2 separate regions of the Sus scrofa genome follow, and region 2 is linked to region 1. The links are chromatin contacts, called in public promoter capture Hi-C maps. All regions are on one chromosome and are shown on one strand. The core of a region is the stretch at or near the end of the contact, and the rest is flanking DNA. Distances in the headings are between cores, read along the strand shown.

Region 1 (7,272 bases), core at 3,104-5,603:
TGCTTGGCTTCATGACTTGCTTTGCCAATGAAATGTGAGCATGCAGAAGCTTTTAATAGCCAGTGGGTGGTTTATCATCTTATCGTCCCGATTTCCCGAGACCAGCAATGGTCCATAGAGAGGCTGCTCCACCAGCCTGTGTCCTGAAGTAAAGATATGGACGCATGGTAAAAATCAATCCCTAGTGGACATATAATATGAGCAAGATACATTAATACTTGTGTTGTAAGCCACAGAGATTATAGGATCATTTGTTATCATGCCATAACCTACTCTATCTTGACTGATAGATACAAAGTCTGCAATAGAACCCAGCCACCCCACCTCCACCTTAAAATTTAGCAGGTTAAATCAACACAGATTTAACTCAGAGTTTCTGTGGGTCAGGAAGCTGGGCATCTTAGCTGGATCCTCTGCCTCAGGGCCATTGAGGTATTGACCACAGCTGAGGTCTCATCTGAAGGCTCAATTGGGGAAGGATCTTCTTCCAAGATCACATAGTTATTGGCAGAATTATGGTCCTTGGGAGCTGTTGGACGGAGGCCTCTGTGCCTGGCTGGCTCTTTACCAGAACTTCCCTCAGTTCTCTGCCATGTGGGTCTCTCTAACCTGGTAGCTTCCATCACGAGAGCATGCAAGCAATAGAATGTCTCAGTAAGACAGAAGTCATGGTTCTTAAACCTAATTATGGAAGTGACATCCCATCATTGTTTCATTTTATTCTAGTCATTAAGAGTCATTATGTCCCACCCATACTCAAGGGGAGGGGAGTACACAAGGGCGAGGACACCAGGAGGCAGACCATGTGGGCCATCTTATCTACCAGTTTGTTTTCAAAGGAAATGGTTACTGAATGGAAGTTAGTAAAACCCATGACATCTGTGAAACACCCACCAACCAAAAGCAGGTTTCAAGGGTTGAATCACATTCATATTTGATCTATTCTCACCATGACTGTGAACTGAGACCACAGTTTCTTTTAGAGCGCCATCTTTTTTGACCAGAACCCACATATTCTTCTCCATCAGCTCTTCTGCTACAACTCCATGTTCTACTGGATTGTGTTGAGGTGATGGATCAGATTAGCCTCCTAGGCATGGACACCCCAAGTCATTCCTTCTGAGAACTGAAAAGAGTCAATAGGAACAGGTTATAAGAAACTGGAAGAACCTTAAAACGTTCAAGCTAGAAAGGACACACAAGAGATGACTGATTTCTCAAATATATTTGCTCCCCAACCCAGAGCCAACCATCACCACCTCCCAGCCTTCTCCATCATGCCTTCAAGATGCTGTATGTACAGTTCTCTTTCTCCATATGAGATGATCCTTTTATCAACTAGCTACAGCTGTGAAATAGACAGCCCTGATGCCTCAGTGATGTGCAACAGTGGACATCATTTCTCATTCACGTGTCTGAAGCTTGGCTGGAACAGCTCTGCGTCCCAGATGGAAGTTCTGTGGGTCATGTAGGAAAGCTCTGCTTCCATATCTTTCATTTTTCTGGAGCCAATGGGCCACCGGGGGTATATTCTGCATATGCACATGGCAAAAGCGCAGGAGGGCAAGCCCTATCGCCCAAGCACATTCCCAGCCTTTGCGTGTGTCAAGTCTGCAAACCTCTCATTGGTCAAAACCAGTCACATGGCTTAGCTCGAGGCTGAGACGGGAAGAATGCTCTCCTTGCCAGGAGGCTAGAGCTGCAGTGTGGATATACCCTACTGCATAGTGGGCTGAAGAACTGGGACCCAGAACTCAATCGAACACACTCTTACTTTTTGCCCACACCATGTTGAGATTTCAAACCATTAATGAAATACTTGGAGCAGGGATAGAGTGGGTGTGAGGCAGGTTTCTGTCTCCAATCTTCCTGGAGAGACAGGCACATATTTAAAGAGAGAAAACTAGAGATGCAAGTGGCAGGTGGATTGCACAGGTAGGTGGGGCTCTGAAGAAGCCTGGGAAGCAGGTGAGAAATGCAATCGATCATTCCTTTCTCTGAGTCCTAGAGAGGCATCTTTGCTGTCTGGCCAGGTGCTTCCCTGTGTGGGCCACGCCCCACCAGCAGGTGCGTGGGAGGGGATTTTAGGAGGACGCACGGAGTGAGAACAGAATTCCCTTTTCCAATGATCTTGCAATAGTTCTGACTACAAGAAGGAGACTTTCTCCTTCTATGCTAGCGTGACCCTAACACTTGCTGAACTCCTTTTTCAATAGACACTAAACCTCAGGTTCATGGACTCTTTCATGCAATAGTATCTAGTTAGAAAGTACTAACACTGTTTTCTTTGGGCAGTGTTTATATTTCAAGTTTGTCTTCTATTTTTGGTGGTTGGCATTGGTTTCCTGTTTATCACGATGATATAGAGCTTCCTTTTAAAAAACAAATATAGTTAAAAAACAGAGTTGACTTAAAGAAAAATATTAAGTGTATACTAGTTCAGGTGGCCTGTGGATATGATAAAAATCATGGCTGGACCCTGGTTAACATTTTGCAAAGTGCAATGTAATGGGAAGAGGTGAGCCAGGTTCAAATCCAAGCTCCCACCCAAATAGGGACTTTGGGCAAGTTATTGAAGTAGCTTCTCTGAGCCTCAGTTTCTTCATGGGCTGCTGGGTCACACAGATGGCAGGGCTTGTAAAGTAACTGGCACAGAGTGAGGGCTCAGCAAAGGGAAGAAACCCACCTGCTGCAGGTGTCCATTCTGCCAGAGCCTTCTGGGCGTTCTCAGGTGGCCATGGGACAGGCAAGCATCCCCATCCCTGCTGGTGACTGGGCCCTGTATGGCCTCCTCTGTGGCAGCCAGACCCCACTGTCCTCCCCTTTTACGTGGGGCCTCAGCTCAAAATGAACACCTTTCTGCCCCCTCTCTTGCTTGGGAAATGAAAGTCTTGACTAGCCATAGAATATCAGAATTTAAAAAGATGTGGCAGATCAGACACTAGAGCAGCTGAGGGACCTCAAGACTTGGGTCTTGGGGTAGCCCTTTGCAAGGGGCCCCAGATCTCCCTCAGATCTCTAATTTAGACCCAAGGAGGCTCTCTCTTTGCAGAACTCTGCAACAAGATTGAAAAATGTCTGGAGCATTGCCGTCATAGCTCAGCAATAACGACCTTAACTAGTATCTATGAGGATGCCAGTTCAATCCCTGGCCTCACTCAGTGGGTTAAAGATCCGGTGTTGCTGTGAGCTGCAGAGTAGGTCGAAGACACAGCTGGGATATGGCGTTGCTGTGGCTGTGGTGTAGGACGGCTAGCCTGGGAATTTCCATGTGCTGCAGGTGCATCCCTAAAAAGACAAAAAAAAGACAAAAAAAAAAAAAAAAAGAGAGAGAGAGAGACTGGGCATCAGAAAATTTAAGCATGGCTTCTCAGCTAGACCAGCTACTGCACAATAAGTTAGCATTTCTTGAGAGGATTTCTGATTCTTTTGTTAGTGGCACAAGTCCATTGCCTTATATTTTGGGGTGGGTGCAAATAACATTAACATGTTAAATTAAAAGCTTTAAAATATACTGTAATATGCTGTGGTCCTGGTTTGGAATTTCTTCCCTTTTTCAATACAGTAAATTCTCCTCTTCCTGCACACCCCACCGCTGAGGCTCAGGCCCCTCTGGCTTTTTCCTGTAGCCTGCAAGAGCCTCCAGCCCAGAGGAACCCTCTCAGTTTCTAAATGGGGACACTGGGGGCTGGAGAGCAAGACTTGGGGTGGTTTGTCTTTTGATGTTATTTCCAGGGACAATAAATTCCAGGGTCGTGGTTTCAAAAGATACGGCTGGTGTTTTGTGTGCGGGTGTGCCTGGGCGGGGGGCATGGGCTGGGCAGACTCTGGTGGAGTCCTAATGGATCCCTGGTTGCCTGGCCACCTCCCACCAAGGCCAGGGACTCTATGTCAAATAGGAAAAATAACCACAGCTGAGGCTGATCGAGCACTTACTATGTACCAGGCACTGCGCGCCTATGACCCTTGCAGGAAATCAGTCCTATCGTGACTCCCATTTCCAGAGGGGAAACTGAGGTAGGAAAGATTAAGCAGAAGATCCCTAAGTAATGAAAAGTGCTAGGGAAGGGGTTCTAAAGTAAGGATTCCAGAACCCTGGTCCTTAACCCTTACCCTGAGAGAAGAGAACTGGGGAGAAGATGCGAAGGAGAAGGGGAAGCTGGAAACTTCCAGAGTGGGCGCAGCGCAGAGAGCCTTCCAGCTCGGAGGAAGCTCGAAGGAAGGCGGGCTGGGGCTGGGGTCGCTCCCCGGGCTCCGGCCTTTCTCTCCAGCGGCCCCCACCCGCCTCCCGTGGTTCCTCCCACTCCGCTTCCCCGCTCCTGACATCACACCCCGGGAGGCGGGATCGGGAAGGAGGGGGGACGTGGGGAGGAGGCTCGGCGCCACCGAGAGGGAGGAGGGAGGGCGCGCAGTCCCAGCCCAGAGCTTCAAAACAGCCCGGCGGCCTCGCCTCGCGCCCCAGCCGGTCGGTCCGTCCAGCCGCCAGCGCCCGGTGAGTCGGGGTCGCGCCCGGGAGCCGCGCGCAGGTCTGGGAGCTCGGGGCAGGGAGCGCCGGGGCAGCGGGGACGCGAGCGGCCCCTGCACCTACCGGACCCAGGGAGGTGCCTGCAATTGGTAGCGGGCAGGGAGGGGCCGAGGCCCATGGGGCCGAAAAGCCCCTGTCCCTCGGCCAGACTGCGAGGGCGCAGACGTCCCGCCTGCGTCGAGTTCGCTCGGGACCTGGAATTCCACCTCCCCACCCCCGGACTGCTTCCTTCGCCTCTTGCGCCGAGGCGGGCGGGAAAAGTTTGGGGAGGAGTCAGGGCGACTCCCCTCGGTCCCGCCAACTCCACTCCCAGGGCTCTCGGAGTCCAGGCCAGCCCCCCTCTCGTTGCGTGAAGGCCCCTGGCGTCTTGGCGCACGGCCCTCCGCCTCGCCCAGCGCGCGGGACAGGCTGCGCCCGGGCCGGGTCCGTGGGTCCCGTCTCGGCCCCCGCGGCGGCGGCGGCGGCGGCTCCGTGGCGCCCCCTAGCGGCGAGGAGCAACGGCTGTGGGTCTGGGGCGGTGGGGGAGCTGGTGGCACCGCTTGGGTGATCCCCTCTCCACTCTGGTTGGGCTTCGCGGGCTTTGAGAGCGCCATCCATGGGTCCAGAGAACGGGGAGGCTAGTGCTCGTGATAGAAGGACTCTATATTCTCCCCAAATCCAGGGTCCTGAATGCACCCCGGGGAGGGCCTAATTTGGGGCTGGTGTGGGAACTTCCTAGGTGGAGATTAGTTGGGGGCACCTGTGCCCGAGGGAGACCCCCGCAGCGCAAAGCTCTCCCTCTAAGCCACAGAGCTCATCTCTTCCTTCGGAACAAGAATGACAGTCCAGCTTCAGATTTGGGAAAGGGGGCAGTGTCCCTCCCAAGCTCCAAAGCTGTGATGTGGGGTGGAGCGACCTTGTACCCTTGCTGTGTCTAAAATGCAGTGACAAGCCTAAAGAGTGACAGGCAGAAAGTAATAAGGTAAGGGGCCCAGAGAGGGTCTTAAGAAGCCAGTGGCCCAAATACTGTATGATTTCCTGATAAGAGGCACCTGGAATAGGACCCCTCCCAGCGCTGGAAAGGAGGATTGTGGGGCAGAGAGATGGGGGGTTTTGCTTAATAGGTACAGAGTCTTTGTTGGGGAGGATGGAAATTTGGGGTGTAGGTAGTGGCATTGGTTACACGATATTGTAGATGTATTCAGATGCCACTGAATTCTACACTTACAAGTGGTGAAAATGATCAGAATTATGCTTTGTATATTTTACCATAATTAAACCACGAGAGTCTCCAGCCACCTCTATGCTTCAGGCCGAAGGGGTTGGATGTCCCAGAGGCCGCTCCCTGTCACTGGCCACCACTCCCTGGAATCTGGCCTCAGCATAAGGAAGTGGAAGGAAGGGACGGGAGCTGGGTTTCCCCAGGAGTTGGGAAGGGACAAGAAAGTGAACCGAGAGCTGCTGGAGCCTCTGCTGGGCGCTGCACCTGGCAGCCCCCCACAGCATTAGTCGTTCCATCCCCACTCCGGGCTGCAGGTGGGCAAAACCAGGCCAGTGAACCTAAGTCAGTGTCTCAGGGCCCTTGAGCCAGGAAGTTCCAAGAGCCAGATTTGAACTTCCATTTGCATCTCCCCAAGCCCTCCCCTTTTTTCCACCCAGAGGTGCCTCAGTGGGTGTTTGCGGAGTGGAGGGGGGATCCTTCTGGGGAAATCAGGGCCCAGATGCCCATGGGGGCTTTGGCAGATGCCAGGCTCACAGCAGAGGAAGGGACATGGGGGTGGCAGGAGAATGCAGACCTGTTTTCCCACCGAGGGTTATGGGATCCGCCGCTTCAGGCCTGGAGCCACGTCTGTCCGTCCCTCCAGTGGGGAGACTGAGATGCACCTGAATCTGGGGACTGGTGTTTGTGTTGGAAGCCACGGAGGTGGCCCTCGGGACTGGTGAGGGCAGGGCCAGCGGGAGGGGAGGCTCAGGGCTGGCACTGCTGGGCCCCACCCAGGGGGAGGGGCTGCGCCCTCTTCGGGCTTCCTGGCCCTCAGCTCTTGAGGAGCGACAGGGTCCCTTGCATCTAATAGTAAACATAGGGCACAACCGTTCTGTCCTGGCCTTCGTCCCCCTACACACACAAGTGGTTTCTCGGGCCCTTTGTTTCTGGAACATGAGTGTGTCCCCTAGATTTCTTCTCTGCCTCGTGCATCATGTCTTCAGGGCAAAAGCTAAAAACCACATGTCTGTGCGCACAGACGCAATTTTCCAGCAACAAGTGATTCACAGGGAGGCTCAACTGGCCAAATTGTCACCCCAGGCCCACACTGACTCCCCTGCCCTCTGCGACCTTCCTGGTGGATGCCCGGGGGCGGGGGGTGGGGGTGGTGGTGTCACCGCTGGGCCTGGCTCTTTGTCATAGTAAACTCTGCCGCCAGACATGACCGGGAAGGGAAGTCTGTCGAGACAAAAATACATGAATGCCTTTCCAGGCCAATGGGGTGGCAGTGGATTACTGGCCGCTTGGCGGGATTTGTTTAGAAGGCAGGAGTCCAGCACGGGGGCGGGCAGATAATCGTGTGTGTGTGTGTGTGTGTGTGTGTGTGTGTGTGTGTGTGTGTGTTGCAACAAGTGTCCACTACGCAGCTCTGCGGACATGTGGGTTCTCTGATACGGGGTTCAGGGGCTAAGGGGGCCCGGGGGGACTGGGCTCTCCATCCACAGAGGGGTGGCAGCCATCCCCTAAAGGTGGGGTGTGGTCCAGGGTGTGGGGCCTGGGGACC
Region 2 (7,272 bases), core at 3,414-5,913, 1.2 Mb after region 1:
CCAAGGAAATGGGAGGTGGATTTAAGCAGCAAGACAGAGACAGGCGTGACCATGCATTTGTCAGGTAACCATGAACCCAGGCTTGGTGAAAACCACCTCAGAAACTTCACTGCCTTTAGCTGCAAAAATCAAACAATGTACTAAGCCAGATACACAACCCTACTGAGTATTTAATAAACCAATCACTTTCTTTACATTTATCAAATCAAAGCAAAAACAAAAAACAGCCATTTTCTTACCTTCCAAAAAAAAGGATGCCAAAGGCTGACCCAACAGTTTACTATGTAGGTAGAAGGAACTAGCACTCCACTTTGCCGAATTCTGTCCACACTGATGATGCCCGCCTCTCTCTCCTCCAAGTCCCCCCACCCAGCCACACTAAACCAAACGAATGTTCAATTTTTCAAAGCCCCACAGGCAATCAAAAGGGGCCTTCTGCAAGACTTTAACCTCAATTCTGACTTTCCCTCATGCTCGTTTTAGGTGTTATCAAGGAGCTAGTTCAAGTGCCAACCTCTCCCCAGGCTGCAAAATGAGCCATTTTTAGCTTGTCAGATAAGGGCTTAATCATACACAACACAAGAGCATTGCCCATTTCCAGATATCCCCCCGAAATCTCCCCCCCGTAAATCCCATGTAAATATTTCATCAAAACTGTGAGCACTCCAAATATATCACTACTTACAGCTACATGAACTGTGACACTATCTTGCTAATTTTATTGGTTCTATTTAAGAACCCAATTACTCCTACAGCTGCACTCTTGTTCTTTATAAAGACCACACCCTGAAAAGGAGGAGGAATCTGAAGATCTTCAGAGCTTATCCACACTTTCTGTGAATCGGTTAATAACGATGCTATACTACTACCAAACTTCACAAACCACAGCTAACCATAACCATTAGAGACGTTATTTCATTTTACAGAAACACGATACAAGACAAAACTAACGCTGGACTAACAATACAGCATTTGCAGTAATGCAAGAACTTCCCATGTTTATTTAAAAACAAATTTAAGGCCTTTAATTAAAGTTTCTTAAACAAAGAAAACATTTTAAGAAGCATTTTCAAATCAAGTAATCAAATTAAGGTTTATTTCCGAGTTCAGCTTCTGAGCCTATCTTTTCATACGAAAAATTAACAGAGGAGTTCCTGTCATGGCCCAGAGGTTAACGAATCCAACTAGGAACCATGAAGTTGAGGGTTCAATCCCTGGCCTCGCTCAGTGGGTTAATGATCCGACATTGCCCTGAGCTGTGGTGTAGGTCGTAGACACAGCTCGGTTCTGGTGTGGCTGTGGCGTAGGCTGGCAGCTGTAGCTCCAATTCGACCCCTAGCCTGGAAACCTCCACATGCCGCGGGTGCGGCCCTAAAAAGGAAAATAAACAAATAAATAACACCAAAGAAAGCTGCCAGCTGTAGTCCTAAAGAGATAACATTCTGGGAGCACACAGTACCAATAACTGAAAGCCAGAGGATATTCATACTTTTGTATGACCTAGTCAAAGAGCCTGGCACATAGAAGGAACTAAAGAAACAGGCTGCCTTCCCCTTAAACAAAAAATAACTGCAAAAAGCAAATGGCTAAAATGTGATACCTCCACAAAACAGAACACTACTGAGAATGAAAAAGCCCTGAGCTATCACTACCTGCAAAGCCAACTCTGTAAATCAACCCCAAAAACATTAAAAGTAGAAGCCAGACACAAATAGCTACATACCATAAGATTCTATTTATTATATTATGTAAACAAAAACCCTACATACAGCAAGCAGATCCGTGGTGTTCACGGGTGAGGGTGGGGGATAAATATATTCCATTCACTAACAATGTATGTCAAACTCAAGCTATCCATCTTTAAAAAGGTGATTCGCTGTATATAAATTTATACCCCAAGAAAGTTGAGTTTTTTTAAAAATGAGTTTCAAATATTTCAAAATTTCCTGCCTCAGTGAAACCAAAAACCATTCCAGAGAATGTTCAAAACTCTCAAGCAGTAATAGATGTCAGAGTCAAAATCTAAGGAACTGAATTACATAAAATCAAAGTTGACCACTGGCACCCTTTAATACTGTTTCCCTTTTCTCATTAAGCCTAGCCTATCAGTTCCTCATTCCCTAACTTTCCATTCAATTCTGTTTACGTTCTCAAATTACGATTCCCAAAACCTGCAAGTTCTACCCAGGTAATCCAAAATAAAGGATATTTCTTCCATAAAATGCTACCTTAATTTGCTCATTCTTATGCAAGAAAAGGAATCTGAGAATCAAGTCGATCCACAGCCTGTGCTTCAATAGTTGAAACAAAGTTCGATAATTTTGAAATGCACAAAGCTTTACAGCATTTATCAGCACTTTCTAAAAGTTTAAAAGGATTTAATTACACGATTACTAACACTAGCATTCAAATTCAAATCCTTTTTCCAGAGAAACCTTGCCAAAAATCAAACCCAAATTTCCAAATCTTCGAAATGAGAGTAATGCACAAAATCTAAACCCATTGTTACTAAGGAAGCATGATGGGCAAGAACATTTACCCACATACCTTCACATGGGGGCGGGGAGGGGATTAACTGCAGAAAAGCACTACCATGAAACACAAATCAACTCAAACTCCGATCACAGATCTCCTGCCAACGAAGTACAATTGGTTTTGAAGGCAAACATCCATGACTTGCTAGGAAAAAGCAGGGTGCTAATATGCGCACATATTATTCCAATTAGCTACTTTTCGACGCACTTAAATGCTATGCCACCACTATTCTGGGAATTGCCTAAACTCAAAACCTTTTCCAAGAGATGCTTTTCCACCAGTGTGCCTTCCACCTCTCTGTGAGACATAAATTCTTCCCAGGGTCTCCAGCTTTGAGCTTTTCAACCTCGACACTACTGCCAGGGCCGACGTGGGAGTGGGGAGGCTGTTTCAGCACCACAGGATATTCAGCAGCCTCCTCTAAATGATGACACCCACAAATGCCCCCAGACATTGCCAAATGTCGCCGAGGGGGGACAAATGCCCCCTAGCTGAGAATCGGCTATCTAGGTATATACCACCACCGGTATTCTCTAGTTGCAAGCTATTAATGGCTGGATTCAGGAGCAGAAAACACTCCTCGACCCGGGGCCAGGTCAAGGTGGCCAATGCCCTCGGAACGCCGTACTTATCCCCTGACTCAGGCTGCCCTTCCCCTTAGTCGGCAATGCAGCAAGGTTAGCGTTACCTTTGTAGAGGTTGGTGACAGCGGTGGCTGCGTTTTGGAAGGGGACCCAGAGAGAAAGTCCTGGCTGCTGACACACTCGGTCTGAAAGACGACAAAAAGAGAAAAAAAAAAAAAAAAAGAAAGAAAGAAATGCACAAAGACGGGGCGAGGGGGGAGGGGGGAGAGAGAGAGAAAGCAATGTTATTTGGGCGTCAATCACTCCGGAACGGCCATATTAGGTTTCGCCATTTTGTTCAAGGTTTTCGGGATCCCGCACTGGGTCGGGGGCCGGCAGGAAGGGGGTCGCGGCGGGCGGCCAGGGGGGGACGCGGGACGCGGGGCGCAGCCGGGGCCCAGGCGCGGCGGTGGGAGGCGCCCCCTCAAAGTCCCCGCCCCGAGACCGGCTCCGGCACAATAGGCCGCCCCGGAGCCTCCCTTCGCCATTTTGTGACCGGGGGCCCCTCCCCTCCCCTCACAGGCCCCGGGCGCCCGGCGGCCCGGCCCCAGAAGCGAGGGGCCCCCCGGGCGGCCCCCAACGCAGGAGCCCCCAGCGCCCGCCCCGGGCCACCCCCCGGGCGCCTCCCGACGGCCCGCCTCCCGCGACGCCATCTTGCGGGGAGGGGGCGGCAGGGCCGCGACGCGACGGCCGGAGCCTCGGAGACCGCCCAACCCCACCGCCAACCCCGGACTCTCCGCCGACCGCCCGACAGCCGGGCCCTAGGCGGCGGCGACGGGGGCGACGGCGCAAGATGGCGGCAGCAGCCCTCACCTTTGTAGAGCTGGGCCACGGCGGTGGCCGAGTTCTGGAAGAGGTGCCACAGTTTCTGCTGCTTGTGCTCGGGCTGCGCGGCGGCCGCCGCCTCCTCCTGCAGCTCGGGGGGCAGCTGCTCGTCCTGCTCCGCCTCGGCCAGGCACTGCCGCTCCCACTTGGAAAACCAGTGCTCGGGCCCGTGCTCCTGGATCTCGGCCTCGCCCTCCTCTTTCCGCTCCTCCATCCTCCGCGGCCTCCCGCGGCCTCGCCGCCGCCGCCGCGTCCTCCTCAGGCGGGGCTCCCGCGGGAGCGTCGTCGTCGAGCGGCCCGGTGGCGGGGCCCAGCGGCCGGCGGCGGCTCCTCGCGGCGACCCAGACCTCCTGCACCCCGACGGCCTGCGAGCCCCGCCCCGCGGCCCCGCGCTGTCCGGGACGACCCCCGCCCCGAGTCTCCCTACCCCCGGGCCCCGCCGAAGGTCGCCGCGGACCGGATGATCGCCGCCGCCCCTCGCCTCGCCGGCCTGAGCCGGTCTACCACCACGCCATAGCGCCGCGGCCTCTCTAGGGCCGCCGCCGCAGACCACCGAGACCTCCGCGAAGCCCGGCCTGCGCCACCGAGCCCACCCCGAAGACTGAGGAACGTCTTCGTCGTCGCCGCCGCCGTCGACGCCTCTGCGGCTGCTGGTCACCGCCCTCCCCCGCCCACATGCTGACTGGGGAAGCACCGCCCACTCGGCCCCGGCTCCCCTGCCCAGTTGGGGCGCGCCCACTCCGAGAGCCCCCATTGGTCCGATCCGACCGGTTCCGCGTGCCGTCCCCTGAATATAGAGCCGTGATTGGCTCGTAGGCCTGTCCGCCTGACGTAACCAGTGGGCGGGGGAAAGGGAGTGAAAGTCAGGAAGGATGAAGACTGGGACAGAGGGGAGGAGCTGACAGTGGTTGCGTCGGAGCCAACCGAGGTGGGGAGGATAGAGAAATGCGCATGCGCGCTAGTTGCAGCCGCAGCTGCCAGGCGGCGTGCGGGGGTCACGTGACCTGGCCCCGCGGCCGCACCCCGAGGGGGCTTTTCCGGCGCTTCCGAGGCCCCGGGGGACGCAAAGTCTAGTCCAGCTACTGGGCCCCTGGGACTGAGGGATGTAGTGGGTGACAGCCTCCTACGCCAGACTCTTGGGCTTCCAAAGAGAAGAGGGAAGTGAAGAAGGTGAATGAACTTGCGAAGCGAGTCTTCGTTTATTTCAGAGACCAATTTCCTAGATTAGCAAGTTGAGCCTTGGAGTCCACAAAAAAACTTCTAAGTGGCTAGGCCGGCGGGCCGCCACCACTCACGCGGCTCGCTTCTCGTTGCGTCCAGGGGGCTCTTGCGCCCGCCCCCCACCCTGACCCGTCCCTTGACTAGACCTCTGCGGCCGCGCAGCCGACTCACAAAGCCGAAAATAAACCTCGGCAGGAGAGCTGTGCCTCGGCCAGGCTGCGTCTGTGCCTTCGTGAAGTTGGCGGCCCCCGCACCTGTCCCAAAAAGCACACTCCTGGGCCATGTGCTGCAGCCTGCGTCACGCGCCAGCCCCCGCCTCCTCCGGCCGGGAATCCTCGTGGCCGCGCCAAGTGGGAGGCCGGGTTTCCAGGGGGTTAGTTCTGCGCCGATTTCTCAATCACCTGCCGTGTGCGATCTCCGCATCACCCGGGCTGCGCGCCTCCTGTGGACCAGGCGCCGAGCTGCGCGCTGTGGTCACCAGGCTGGGGACGTCCCAGGGGCTCAAGGTCTGGAGAGGAAGAAGCCACGTAAAGGGGCGATGACCGCACAGATGCAAAACTGGCCCTTAGACTCATACGCTGACGGCGGGGGTACGAGCCACGGGGGCTTGGATAAGTCCCAGGGGCTGCGAAAGCGCCCTTCTACAAAGCGGTTTGGCTGTAAAGCCATCACTTTTGGAAGAAAATCTGACCTCACTGTGGGCTACAAGTCCCGGCAGGATCTGGCCCCGCCGCCTCCTCTGCGTTCATCTGAACTCCACTCTCTGCTTGGCTAGGGCTGCCCAGCCACACTGCCCTTCTTTCTGCTTCGTCAGACCTCCAAGCTCTTCTCTGCTTCAAGGCCTTTGCCCTCGCAGTTTCCTCTCTCCTGCCTCGTCGTCATTCCTCAAGGTTTGGCTCAAATGGCCTGGAAGCAGAGAACGCTTGTCAGACCAGCTGCGTTAAAGTACCTCCCTCTACACTCTCCTGTGGCCTGGTTTTAGTTTTTCATAGCCCGCATTGCTCTCTGAAATGATTTACTTGTGTGCCTCCTCTCACCACAAAGTAAGTTCTTACAAGGCAAGGATCTTGGCAGTCTTGTTCTCTGTTGAATCTTAAGAGATTAGCAGAGGAGGAGTTCCCTTTGTGGCTCAGCAGGTCAAGAACCCAACTTAAAAAAAAAAAAAAAAAAAGAACCCAACTTAGTGTCCCTAAGGATTCGGCTTCTTTCCCTGTCCTCCGCCACTAGGTTAAGGATGCAACGTAGCAGCAAGCTGCTGCATAGGTTGTAGATGCAGCTGGGATCCAGTGTTTCTGCAGACCAGCCGCTGCAGCTCCAGTTGGACCCCTAGCTGTTGGAACTTCCATTTGCCCCTGGTGCAGCCCTGAAAAGAAAAAAAAAATTACTAGGAGAATTACCTGCTGTCCTATTGGATTAAGGACCCGCTGTTGTCACTGCTGTGGTATGGGTTCCAACCCTGACCAGGGAACTTACATTTGCCCTGGGCACAACCAAAAAAAAAAAAAAAAAAAAAAAATATATATATATATATATATATATATATCAGCAGTGTTTTTATAATAAACCATAATGGAATGGAATACTAAAAATATATATAACAATCACTTTACTGTAGAGCAGATATTAGCATTGTAAATCAACTATAATTCAATTTAAAAATAATAATAAAAATCAGTAGTGCTTAGAAAGAAAAGGGGATAAAGGCTATGGCAGAAAGGACATGCCAAGCAAAAGTGGGGGCTTTAGACCAACCTCAGTTCCTTAGTTCATCCGCTAGAATGGGAGGTAGCGGCAGGCAGGGCACCTTGTCCATTTGGTTAGAGGCACACAGCCTGGGTTTGTTTTGTACAGCTACTACAAAAACAATATATTGAGGGAGTTCTCTGGTAGCACAGTGGATTAAGGAACCAGCATTGTCACTGCAGCAGCTCTGGTCATTGCTGTGGCACAGATTCGGTCCCTGGCCTGGGAACTTCCACATGCCACAGGGACAGCCAAAAAAACCTGGGATTCCTGCTGTGGCACAACAGGATCAGCAGCATCACTGGAACGCTAGAAGGCAAGTTTG

Evidence for each region. Promoter capture Hi-C pulls out the DNA fragments that hold promoters and counts their contacts.
Region 2: a contact with region 1 is called in a promoter capture Hi-C map of liver, with 5 times the contacts expected there. The contact joins the promoter of C3H16orf72 here to the promoter of EMP2 in region 1. A contact is called at or near these places in 1 of 5 promoter capture datasets (liver) and 1 of 47 Hi-C or Micro-C datasets (skeletal muscle).

Annotation. Positions count from the first base shown.
Region 1 is chr3:32,446,149-32,453,420 of Sscrofa11.1, forward strand. It overlaps EMP2 (epithelial membrane protein 2), which reads left to right and starts at 4,354. Exons shown (of 5, transcript XM_021086642.1): 1 at 4,354-4,492.
Region 2 is chr3:33,650,675-33,657,946 of Sscrofa11.1, forward strand. It overlaps C3H16orf72 (UPF0472 protein C16orf72 homolog), which reads right to left and starts at 4,664. Exons shown (of 4, transcript XM_003354616.4): 1 at 3,972-4,664; 2 at 3,224-3,304. The coding sequence starts at 4,197.